Regions from separate parts of the Oryzias latipes genome. Here region 1 is linked to region 2. Evidence: chromatin contacts called from public Hi-C data. All regions are on one chromosome and are shown on one strand. Each heading gives the region's core, a stretch centred on a gene start, on an enhancer-like site or on the middle of the called end of the contact. The rest is flanking DNA. Distances are from core to core; before and after follow the strand shown.

The links. A called contact is a pair of places that touch in the nucleus more often than the background predicts.
Region 1: a Hi-C map of gastrula embryo shows a contact between it and region 2, with 1.6 times the contacts expected there. The contact joins the promoter of ptpe here to the promoter of LOC101169310 in region 2. A contact is called at or near these places in 4 of 5 Hi-C or Micro-C datasets (embryo, fibroblasts and gastrula embryo).

Annotation. Positions count from the first base shown.
Region 1 is chr15:19,367,596-19,373,798 of ASM223467v1, reverse strand. It overlaps ptpe (protein tyrosine phosphatase e), which reads right to left and starts at 4,751. Exons shown (of 21, transcript NM_001105088.1): 1 at 4,564-4,751.
Region 2 is chr15:19,117,059-19,123,896 of ASM223467v1, reverse strand. LOC101169310 (putative pre-mRNA-splicing factor ATP-dependent RNA helicase DHX32) reads left to right here and starts at 4,932. Exons shown (of 11, transcript XM_020709500.2): 1 at 4,932-5,453; 2 at 5,539-5,732; 3 at 6,067-6,442. The coding sequence starts at 5,172. It overlaps LOC101169556 (disintegrin and metalloproteinase domain-containing protein 12), which reads left to right. Exons shown (of 24, transcript XM_023963430.1): 23 at 1,844-2,010; 24 at 2,370-3,713. The coding sequence ends at 2,373.

The DNA.
Region 1 (6,203 bases), core at 3,502-6,001, 250 kb before region 2:
GTTTTCTTTTTTTATCTGAATATTTATTAAATGAACCCTATTCCTAACAGCTTCCTCCATGCTTTATCCTCCATGTAAAAGTAAAAATGTTGTCTGCTAAATTCCAGTTGTTTCTGTCTTCCATGTAAATTTTCAGGATATTTACTATCAGGATAAATACTTGAATCACCTTCACATGTTTCAACCACTGGGCTGCAGTGATCCTCAGAAGTTATGACCAAGTCCTTTGGATCTTTTTTCTAAAATTTGTCTAAAAAACCTGGAAAAATTAAAGCTGCGAGTGGCACTGTGTGTCTTGCAGGAACTACCCCCCACCCCCTTTGACCCACCCCCACTTGGCTGCTACATGCCCCTCACTCTCCCCTTGTGCCTTTATTGTATTTTCACATTGTATTTTCACATTGTTCCACACTAATGGCATTAAAAATCTTCTAATTTTCAATCTAACTTTTTTTCTAAGTGGTTCCAAATAATGCTTGAGAATTAAGGAGAAAGTAGATTAAAATATGAAAAGAGTTTAAATTAGTAGGAGGTACTTAAAGTGATTCTTTTATTTTTTCAAATTTAAAGTGCTGGTCTCTTACTGAGGTCAAACATCAATATTTTTTGTTGTTCTAGGCTTAAGCTGGTGGCTTATATGTCAACTTTCTTGGAAAAGTTTTATTTATTTATTTATTTTTCTATATCGTGGGGTGATGTCATCATGGTGACAATGGTAATGGGGTCAATTACCATATCAATGGCAAGCAATTAACATCACCCAATGGGGGCCTTGGGCAAGACCCTTAACTCTACTGCCTCCCGAGCGCGTTTCGGCTGCAGCTCGGCGCTCCCCCAGGGGATGGGTCAAATGCGGAGAATTTCCCCATTGTCGGATAAATAAAGTATCAATTATTATTATTGTTATTATTATTATTATGAAACAGAGCTACAGGTCGTGTGTCCATCCCATAGTAATTGTAAAACTTCCATTGAATGTCCCCATTAAGTGTGTTTTTGTTTCATCAGTGAGTTGTAAACATTTTTTTCAGCCCTATAAAATCTTTTGTCCCCATTCATTTCTTTGACGGCTTCTCCCGCGGTGATGTCATCATTATTTTGTTGGTGTGGGGGGGGGGGGGGTCTTTTCCTATCCCCAAAATTCATTTTCACTGGTTACAAGGAAATTTAGGTGAGTTTTTGACTATGCACAATATGAGTAAGGTACAGTAAGAAAGAAAAATTGCAACAACAAAAAAAGAGGTCCTTGCAGTCCAGGTGTGCTGCAGGTCAGAATAAAAAAAGAAAAATACAGGAACACTGCAGGAAACAAAGTCATGTCGAGATAAAATGATTGCCTCTTTTAAAAATATGAGGCCTTGTTCCACTTTGTGCAGACTAAATAAATTCTCAAACGTCTCTGGATGGTCGGCTGAGCACTTGAACTGCAAATGCTTGTGTTTTGAAAGGGGATAGCTACTCTACATCAGAATTCCAACTTTTTATGCACAATTTTCAAAGGATGAGCAGCATAATCTCCAGCCTCTCGTTTGAGGACTCCAAATATGACACTTCTGGGGCATAAGATAGATGAAACCAGGGGCAAGAGATGACATTTAGGAAAATAACAACTTGTTCTTGTTCTGCTCAGCTCTGCCAAAGATAACAAGAAAGCCTCTTTTCCTGAAGTTCATTATAACTGGATTACAGCGTGTCAACTCTAAAGCCACAGGAGCAAAGAAAAACACGAATGTGTGAAGAGCAGAGTTATTAACATCTGCAAAACTCCACTCTGAGCCAACAAGCTTCTCCTTTTGCAACTTTTCTCTCAGACTCTTTCACAAAACGTGTTTTCTGAAACAGCCACAAGCTCACCACAGAGAATCCACCTTGGAGTGACGTTGAGTCATAGAGGTCAGGTGAGGCAGCAGCACACCTGACCCGCAAAGAAATGATATGAATATGATAAAAAGTAAAAAATAAAAAAAAATAAAAAATGTCTGTCTAATGTTGTGTTATTATTGTTTCTTTTATTTTATTTTGTGTTTGTGTATGACTTGACCCCTAACATTTTCATGAATAAAACTTAAAATAAAGGTCCATAAATTATGGAAGAAGCCAAAACTGAAACACAGGTGTTATGTGCCTCCTTTTAGGTAGGTAGATTTGTGTCTGTGTGTGTGTGTGTTGTGCGCTTGCACACATGCATGTGTATTTGCGTTATCACAGAAGAGAAATCAGATTCCCTGCGATATGAGTTATGGCATGTATTCACTATGCATGCTATTAAGTGTCACGCATTGTCAGCAAAGAAATGTACTCTTCAGTGCACATCACCGCAACTGCACTTCCTCCTCTTTCAGCGAGCTGCACCATGAGTTTACTTATGAAACTATTGTAGCATAACGAGGTAGCCAAGTTTAAAATTGACGTATGAATATAAAATAGTATATGCAGGAAATAGCCTGGAGGCAATTGTTAAAAGCTTGAAAGAAATGCATGAATCCCAAACAAACTGTAATGCTGCATCTCCTAAACAGCACTGTATTCTGAACACTACTATATGGACAGCTGTTCATCATGGCTAGAAGTCATTTTGAGGGAAAACTAAATTATAACCTAAAGTAGAAGTCTTTGTTTTTGTTTTTTTGCTAAATCTCTGTTTTCTTACAGCTGTGCATTTCTGCAGACAAACAAAATGTAATCCTCATGATGTACAAAGGCAAACTATATCTGGACAAAGAAGTCAGATTAGGGATTTAGAAAACAAAATTGCTTGAGCATGGAAGGAAACAATTTGTTTGAGACTAACAGGGTAAGACATGCACTTGTCAATGCTTTGGGTGGGTGTACAAACTAAAAAAAACCATCAAAACATCCTTATCAATAAATTGACATGCAAGACAAAATAAGGACCAGGGTAACACCCATGCATGCATCATTGCTAAAGCTGCTCCCCATGTCAGCTGAAAGTCGATAACGCATTGAGTCTAATGAGCTCAATGCGTGACAGTCAGCTCATCAACAACAGTCTCCAATATCCAATACCTCTCTGCAACATTCAAAGTTTGCAGCAGCTACAGTGACATTTTCTGTCACACACATATGAAGGGTATAAGAACTACTTGGTGCGCTCCAATGTTCTTTTGATCTATTTCAAAAGCATTCACCAGTCGTCTTTTTATTACAATTATGCTGTTGTGGGCAAGTTGTGGGCAAGACTATTGGCGTTGAGTAAGCCTGCGCTCCTTTGCCATGATCCCTGTATTTACTCTCCCGCCAGCTTACAGACCCTCACTCACCTCAAAAAGATATATATGGATCTGTTGGTCTGCAATTGAATGTGTCAGAATGGAGGAGGGAGCTTGTGGCTCCTGATTGGCTGCTGATTGTAGTTTGTATGTAACAAATTATAGCTTTTTCATACAGGTAACAAACTGATGGAGACGTATATATATATATATATATATATATATATATATATATATATATATATATATATATATATATATATATATATATATATATATATATATATATATATATATATATATATATATATATATATGTATGTGTGTGTGTGTATATATATATATGTGTGTGTGTGTATATATATATATATATATATATATATATATATATATATATATATATATATATATATGTGTATATGTATCCATCAGTTTGTTACCTGTATTCAGTATAAATGACACGTGTTCTAAAATAAATTGTAGCTGACCATGCTTTAATGATTTTAATTCAGATACTTCTACAGTGATTCTGATGTAGGCTAACCGGTGCTCTAAGGCAACTCCAAATTTAACATATATTTTTCTTTTCGGGTCACTGGGATGTGGGATGCCACTGAAAGTTCCTAACACTTAGGTTTCATGGAACAAAAGCAAGTTTCCACATTTCTTAATCATTTTGTATTTGACATTTGAAAATCTGGGTGGGAAGTGAATCCATGTATTTATTATTTCATTTGTTAGGGTGGCATGATTAGTCAGTCTGCATGAAAACTAGGTGAGCTAAAACGTTGCTACATAGAGGCACAGCCCAGAGCGTGTGAGCAACAGCATCCACTGGGACTGTTGGAAGCCAGGCCTGCTACTGCGCATGCTCCCCAGTGATTCCTGCATGAAATCAATGATGTTATTTTAATGTCCAAATGGGATTTAAAGCACCCCCCCAAAAAACAACAAATTATCGTTTGTCCGATTATTTCGGTTCATTTAGAAATGATCAACCTCGACATGCTGGTGCGGTGGTCAAAGCACGCGTGGAATTGCTCCACTAACCCATTTTTTCTCTGTAGGGCATCTGTGCTCAGGTATGTCGGCTAAGGTGCCCTGTAGCCTAGAATTCATGTGACCTGCGTGCGTTTTCTCTCCGTGGATTTAATATTCTACAATCAAAAAGGAGAGAAGAGGAAGATAATGCGTAAAGGATGCTACAAATCGGCGTCTGTGCACGTTGGAGAGGTCCAAAATAACAAAAATAAAGACTGAGTGTAGATATGCGTATTTACGCGCTGAAAAGCGGCCCTGTTTGTTATCAGTGCTTGGTGTTTCTGCATCTTACCGTGGAGCAGCGATGACCTCGTCTCACCCGGCGCAGCGGCGAATGACGATGCGGGGTCGTGCGTGCTCTCTGCTGGCTGCTTTTCCTCCGACGTCCTTCGGAGAATAACGCGGAACGCACGGAGCTGTCGAATCGTCTGACCGGAGCTGAGGAATGCGTTCACGCTCCCTCGATGATCATGTTTCCTGCAGATCCCTCTCAGAGGATGCGCGGCGCTCCAATCCCCCCACCCACCCCCACCCAGCCTGAAAGCACGCCTACCAGAACTGGGCCGTGTTACGGCAGAGTGGAGACTGGAGAGACCCTCCCACGGGCGCAAAGCGTGGATCAGGTGAACGCTCAGCATCCTTCACATTCCTGCATCACTGGATGATAAAGGGCAGGCTTGTGCATAAAGAGGCTGTGTCTGTTCTACTGTTGTTGTTTTTCTTCACAGTTGACATTTTGCGAGATTTTTTTTGTTTAATACAGAAAAGCTTCACGTGTTCCTGTCGGGCTGCTTTGGGAGTGTTATGATTACACAGCGACCTTAAAAAGCTGCTGTTTTTGTTTATGACAAGTGATGCTGCTGACGTAGAGGTTCGGGGTAAAATTTCCCTGCAAAAATCTTGATTATCTTCATTAAATGTCAGTCTTTTAACCTAAAAGAAGAAAAAAAACCTCGTAAAATCAAGGTTTAAGGGGAGCTTCCTGTTGATGAAGATGAACCTTCTTCAAGAGGAAGAAGAGGTTGCTTATTTTTTATGACTGTTGTTTGCATCACATCATTATATGTAATAACAATGCTTTAAAAACAATATGCAAAAGTTTTATTCACATAGTATAATATTGATGGGTTTGTGCACAACAAATTGCCTTTGGCATTGAAGTTCTGAAGTCAAACACCAGCATTTTTTAGGGCATCTGGGGAAATAGTTGTTGTTATAATTAGGTTTATAGACATTAGAGCAGATTTCACATCTGTTTAGACTAATAGGTTTTGTTCAGAAAATCCCTCAAAGTACTTTTGTTTACAGCATGTAGGTCAATCCTCTTTGGCTTCATGTTCTGAAAAGAATGCAGTAAAGACACATCTTTACTGACCTCTTGTGGGATACATTGATTTGGAAGGATGGTGTGTTTTATCGCAACCAAATGGACATTCATTGTCGATTTTAAATAATGGGGGAGATTTAAATATATTTAGGCTCAAAATATTGAACTACTGATTCCCCCACATCATAAAAACTCTGAAAGGGAGTCGACACAGGACAGATTTCTGGAGGAAACCCATCATTCCTGTGTATATTCTATGACAATTTTCCTTCACAAGATTTTCATCACCAAAACACCTGTTTGTTTGTTTGTTTTTTAAAGAAAAACTCATTAAGAACCTTTGAAAGCTTTTTTCTTTTTTTAAAGATTTTCTTTTTTATTATTTTTTTAAGCATTTACAATGCATCAAAGCCAGTGTTAGAGGTATGCCTTTTTAAAGAAGAATATTCAATCAGGTTTTTCCTTTAAAAAACAAATAATAGGAGTATTGGTACCTGGAGCATTGGAAGGCACTCTAGTAGGTAGGCTAATTTACTTTTTTTTATAATTCCATCATTTTTTAAATCCCTTTATAAAAGTCATCCAGAATGCTTATTTTTCAATAT
Region 2 (6,838 bases), core at 3,683-6,182:
ACATTCAGGTCCAGTTTAGAAGACAGCTGCTACACAGCAAGTCAAATCTTTGTTAAATGTAATCTTTCCAGGAACAGAGAATTTGCATTATTGTTGGCAAGAAAACACTTTTTTTTCTTTTTTTTTTTAATTCTTCCTGCTGTAATTTGAAAAGGTGCTTGTGCGCCTTAGGTGACTGCATCCAGAGGACCCAATGCTTCATTTTTAATGAAGATATGTGAGTACCACCAAGACTACAGTGGCAGGTTGAGGTTTTCTGCTAAATGAGTGCACATTATTAGAACGCAGAAGTGGGTTCATCTGTCTACTTAGAATTTTGTACAATTTTGTTTTTTCCTAAAGATATCGAGTATATAATTGTAAATTTGCCTCAAGTGGTTAATTATGAAGCCAAATCATTTAAATATTCCTATTTAATCGTCAAAGGTAGAGAATTTCAACATGTTTCTTTTTTTTATTAAAATATCTTGTAGAAGAATGACAACTTTAGACTCTTTTTTTAATATATATATATTTTATGGTGAAAAAGGAAGGATGATTTGATTAAACAACAAGTCTAAATTCTCTAAAAAGGTCATTTGCTTTTTTTTTTCTTCAACACCCCTCCAAAGCTGCATTTGAATGACAGGATAGAGATACAAAGGTCCCCAGAGGTTTTCTTTTCCTACAAAAAAATATGATTTCAGCCCTTTGGGTTATGTCAGCAGTGCGTTTTTACTAAGTGTACTTTGCAGCTGAGTAGTCTGGGGAATTACTGGTTGGTCTTGGTGAATTTAAAAATGTACACAACATAATCCCACATCTATGAGAGAAACTTCATGTTACAAGAAGATATTAAACCTTAGGTAATGATGGCAAAACGTTGTTTATATTTCAAGCTGCATGCCAAAGGGTCCAAGTACACCCAAAAGTAACCTCCCCCTCCCCGATCCCTGGGCTGCTTCTGAGGTTGACATTCCCTATTCTGTTTAGTTCCCAATCCTTCAGGTCAAAATGCTGGTTCTGTGGCTGCAGTGTGGAGGAGGAAAGGTCTATTGCCTGCAGGGATCCCCACCCACTTATTCCCACATGGTGAGGTTTGCCTCACAGTGGGTGTTTCCAGCACATCAAAAACACTCCTGAGGTTAGGGTGTGAGCAGACCAGAAAAGTTTGGATGAAAAATGCTCTGGTTGCAGTTTCTCAAGGGCCCTTTGGGTCCAAAAAGAGCCTTTTTAAGCCCAAAATACACTATTAGAGGCATTATTCTGCTGTTTTTAGAATACTAGTGCAGCTGGAGGGCATTTCCTTCAACCTTGGATGAAAAAATATGAAATCTGGTTTTTCTACATGTTCAAATAACAGAAAGTCATTCAGAGAGGGTGGTAAGGGGGTAAAATCCCTATACAGAATGGGTGTGCCATTGTCAGGCAAGGCTATGTTGCACTTTTAGGATTTTAGGATTTTAAAATACGTGTATTTGTAAAAAGTGTTTAGGCCGATATGGACTCACTGAGCGTCTGTGAGACATTACCTAAGTAGAAAGCAGGAGATGTTAGTCACAGTCTCTCCTCCTCTTGTAGATTAGTCAAACACAATGGTAACCTTCCATGTTCACTCATCACTTCCACAGCTAAAGTGGAGGGGAGTTGAAATGCACCTCATGTTTGTGGGGGTTTCCAGAGAAGAACACAGTGCCCTCTGCTGAAACATTTGAACTTTTCTGCCCGGAAAGCTGCTGCACAACTAATCGTGACCAAAATACAATGCAGCATTCAGACTTGTTTGCACCTTTTTGATGTGCTTTGTGTGTCTTTTTCAAAATAAAACCAGCAAATACTTAGTGGATTTTACTTTCCTCCTCAGGACTTTGACAAACCCAGTCCACCCCAGAAACCCTTACCTGCAGATCCATTACGGAGGGGCACTCCATCAGGTCACAGCATTGGGGGCCACATTCCAAGGACAGGGGCCCTGCCAATACCCATCCCCACTGTGCCCCGGCCACCTCCCCCTCTCTCTTTACCCAGCAGGTATTTCACTAAGCTGTTCACATTAGTACAGCAGAGGATTTTTTGTAGTTTTGTTTTTTTTGCCTTTTATAATTTTCTTGGTCAGATGGATGAAACTATGGGATGTACATTTGATTTTATTATTTTTAGATTATAATACCTTACCCTAACCATGAAAGCTAAGCATTTAGCTCATACAAAATGAATATAGAAGTTAATGACTTGGTTTTACACTTAAATATCGCTAAAAGAAAAAACGGATTCATTTATATTTCCTGTCATTCTGATATTTCTAATAGTGTTAAATTATAATGAGCTTAAGAAGAATCCTTTGGTGAAAATGTGTGTTTTATCTGAAGCTTTCTTTTCTTTCCAAACAGATAAATTCCTGTTGTTCTTTGGATCTGCGGCGTTGCCCCACAGACCACCAAAGACTCATCCGGCCTGCTGAGCTCTGGCCTCTCTTTGTTCAGAAATCCTTATTTTGCACTAATAACTTAAGACTCTGTTGGAAGTCACTGAAAGCAGAAAATGTTGGAGGGTTCTTAAAAATGTTTTTAAATGGGCTAAGATCACACCACGGTGCTACACCTTTACAAGGTGCTCTTGTCTTCGCTCAGGTACCAAGAAACTATTTATTCAACTATTTAACGTTGGTCCAGTTAGGGTGCAAAGCACTCTGTATGAAGAGAGAGTTTGTTTTGCTTGGGAAATTTTTGAAAAGAAGGAATTCTTGTGTCATTTTAGAAATTCTTTTTACAAATTTTTATGGTGATTTTATACATTTTTCTTGTTGAAAATCTTGAAATGCATTGTCTTTTTGTTTAACCAATATCCTGCTTTAACTAAGTTGGACTTGGGATGAAGATAATGAAAATGAACAGCATTTGTGGCACACTGGGCATTGTTATTTATTTAGTTCTAGCAATCTTTAGTGCTCGTTTAACTTCAGATGCATTCCTTGTCCCGTTGCTGCTATGGTGCTAAAATTCTTTGTTTTTCTATTTGTTCATTTTAGCCTTTTAAAACTCATCTAAACGCTTCTTGGAAATTATTGATCCACCATTTTTTTTGTGTGATATTGCTCTGATTTGAGGTTCCTTGTTTATTTTTTCAATGTGCTGCTTTGAGTTTTAAAAAGTTCTGGTGCCGGTGGATGCTGTAGAGCGTCAACATTTCTGACAGTAAAACACCAAATAAATCATTACGTTTACCATTTCTCTTCATTTTTTCAATTTAGTTCAACTTTGTGAAAAAAACGATCACTCCAAATGTCCACAAGGTTATTAACCTTCTGCTAAAGCCTTCCTTTATTTTGCATTTATGCGTCCAGATCGTTCTGCTCTGCAAACAGAGCGCCAAGGCTGTGCCGCTTTTCTTCAGAAAAATGTGTTTCAATGTGTAACAACTGTCAGAGTTGAGGCTCCTTGCTGAAAAACATTTCTTGTCGTTATGTGGATAAACCTTTTAAATGTAACATCTGTACTATGTTTTTTTTGTAAGTCATCACAAGTGTAAATATGGTATGCCAGTCATTACTTTGTTCTTTTAGTATTGTTTTGTTTTGCAAAAGCACAGAAATGTTATTTGTCTTTATCCACAACGAATGATTGAAGAGAAATTTGATTTTTGTTTTTGTTTTGCTTTAATCTTGAAAAGTTTCAATAACTGTAAACCAAGCTTTAAGGTTTCCGATTTATCGAAATAAAATAAAATAAAAGCGAATAAAAGTTATTTTATGTTTTTGAAGATTTTTTTTTTGTTTTACTTTCATTTTTACTTTGACTCAGAAAAATGCTTATTTTAGGAGAAAAGATTTATTCATCAGTAACTTCTGCACATATTTTTATTGATTGCAGCTGTTATCTTCAATAGTTGAAGGACGCCTTGTGTGTACAGATCAACCAGAGATGATGCTCTTTTGCTACTGTTGGTCTTTCTTCACAATTATTAAAACTTAAAAAGATTTGTTAAAAGTAATGTTGATGCATTTTGGGAAAGTGACAGAAAACTGTCTACAACATCCCAGGTTTGTCCAATACTGCCACCTGTTGGATAACAACAGTTAAACTACTGGACTTCAATTGTTGCCCTACATAAACATGTTGAATATGAATCATAAGGGTCAAACATTTAAAAACAAAAAAAAGGCTTTTCGCATAAAATATGTGACAATGTTCTAATTTGTAGTATTTTGCACAAGAACTCTTTTAAAAGTTAATGGGGAAAAAAATCTTGAATGTTGTTTAAATGTTCGTAATCAGGTTTCTACATTTGTTTTGTTTTTTTACTGTTCTTTCAGCAGCCGGGAGGATATTTAAATTAATATTTTATTTTTTAGAAACTGCATACTCTATTACATGGAGTGTATTCATCAAAGCTAAACGTCACACTCCAATCATCTTCAGATCTCTTTTTTAAGTGTTCCCTGTGGTCTTTTAGGTATGATTATGCTGTTTTTAAAATAAAAAACCTGGGTTGTTTTCTAGGACAAACTTGGTGCAGAGTGGCAGTAGTTCATAAGTAATTCACCTCTGAGTTTTGGTTGTGATTGTTGCCGCGGAGCAACCCCATCCCCCATTCCCTTCCATGTTTCTAAAAGCAAAGAGCTAGGAGCTTGTAGTCCACCCAGTGTATTTTCTATGTCACAAATACATTCTTCTTTAAATGGCATTTTTTTCGGCTGCTTCTAATTTAAAGCAGTTTGCAATAACAAATGCGCAGAAAGACAATTTTCATCTTAATTGTATTTATATATGTCCATCATGAGAGAAATGCCAGAAGAACATGTTAATAACACCAAAAATACAATTTTCCTCAGAGTGGGTCTTTAAAATAGTTTTTTTGTGTTAATTTCTGTTTGTAGTTGATAAATAAGTTGTGCAGATTGCGTTTCATCTGGTGTTCTTTGTAAACAGCAGACATTCCAGTCTCTGCCAATCTACTCCGTCTCACACTAGTGCCTGTGTGTGTGCGTCTGTGTGTGTGTTGATGACCACACTGCCTCTGTGGGATTAGTAGCCACATGACAACACTGGGCTGGACGCCCACTGAGCCCTTCATTGTGTTTTGCTCGCAGCAGACGCAGTCTCACTGCAGCCGCTTCACTGAAAGCTGGAGATTTCCAGGCTTCATTTGTATGATCCTGTAAATGAGGTCGAAAGCGGACAGACTCTGTTGTGATGGAGCAGGACGTTGCCAGTTTAGGTGGAGAGGACTACTTTGCGGGGAACTCGCCCTGTTGCTCCGACTCTGAGGCTTTGAGTCAAGGAGACAAAGATTCTGCTGACATCTTGGAGCTGAATCAGTTTGATGGACTTCCTTATTCATCTCGGTTTTACAAACTGATGGAGGAGAGGAAAGAGCTGCCAATGTGGAGGGCAAAGAGTGAATTCATGGACACGCTGGCCAATCAACAGTTTGTTGCTGTCAGTGGCTTTGCCAAAACAGGAAGAAGTTCTCAAGTGAGTGTGTCATTTTTTTATGCCAATATTTTTGCAAAGATGTTTCTTAAAAAAAAAAAAAAATCTCACTTTTCTTTTATTGCAGATTCCCCAGTGGTGTGCTGAGTTCTGCCTGTCAGTCCAGTTCCGGCACGGCATGGTGGTTTGCACCCAGATCCATTCCCAGCAGGCTGTTGATCTGGCCCTGAGAGTGGCAGATGAGATGGATGTGAATGTCGGCCATGAAGTGGGTTACAGCATACCTCTGGAGAAATGTTGCGCCAGTGAGACGGTACTAAGGTGTGCAAACACAAATGTCTGTTCTTGCCACAGATGTGTCCAGAGTTCCTTTTTTTTTTTCTCTTTTTGTAAGAATGCGTGGTCGTGATACCCCGCCTTAAAGAGTGGTGAACAAAAGGCTTGAGGGGCTCTTTTCAAGGGCTTCACACCAGCTGCCCGTCTCCCTGTCGACCCATATGTCACACTCACCACGAGGGTCCCTCATACGTCATGCAGAACAAAAGCACTCAGCACAACAAGGGAAGGGAGATAAACTGGGATTTAATCCAAATAAAAGATGAAATGTTTGTGAATACTTTCCTAAATTCAAGCATAACATCATCATTCAACGCAGGTTCTGCACAGACAACATGCTCCTCCGGGAGATGATGTCCGACCCTTTGCTTGAGCGCTATGGTGTGGTGATTGTGGACCAGGCCCACCAGAGGACTGTAGCCGCCGACATACTTCTTGGCCTGCTGAAGAACATCACTCTGCTGAGGCCAGAGCTGCGAGTGGTTGTCATGTCGGCTGTCGAGCCCACCCCAAAGCAGCTGACCCACCTCTCAGGGTCAGAGGTGCCCGTGATGCGCATAGAGACGCAGGGTGCAGGGGAGGTGGTGTACACCAGCTCCGGCGGCAACTACTTCTGCTCAGCTCTGCGTCTCGTTCTGGAGATCCATCACTCTGAGGAGTGGGGCGATGTGGTTGTGTTTCTAGTCACAACGCAGGTAAAAAAAAAAAATACACAAATAAACAAAAATACTGCATTAAACATGGCTTAGTGCAGGGGAGTCCAAATCTAAAGAGGGACAGATTTGGTGAGGTGAAATTGTGTGAGGCCCAACCAATCGTTCTGCGTTATTCTTTGAAAATTAAGTATTTAATAACTGTTTTTTGGTAGCAACGGGATACTTTTAATATTTTCACATAGAACCGAATCAAAATATATATTTTTACAAAAGTCACTGAGAATTTCATATTTGATGACCAGAATCAAATAAAGAAAAACGTCTGTCTGGAAAAATAACCTTTTTCTTGACACTAAATCTGGGTTCATTTGAAATGTTGCATATTATTTATTATTTAATCTTCACTGTAAACTTCTAAATTCAAATCATCTGAGC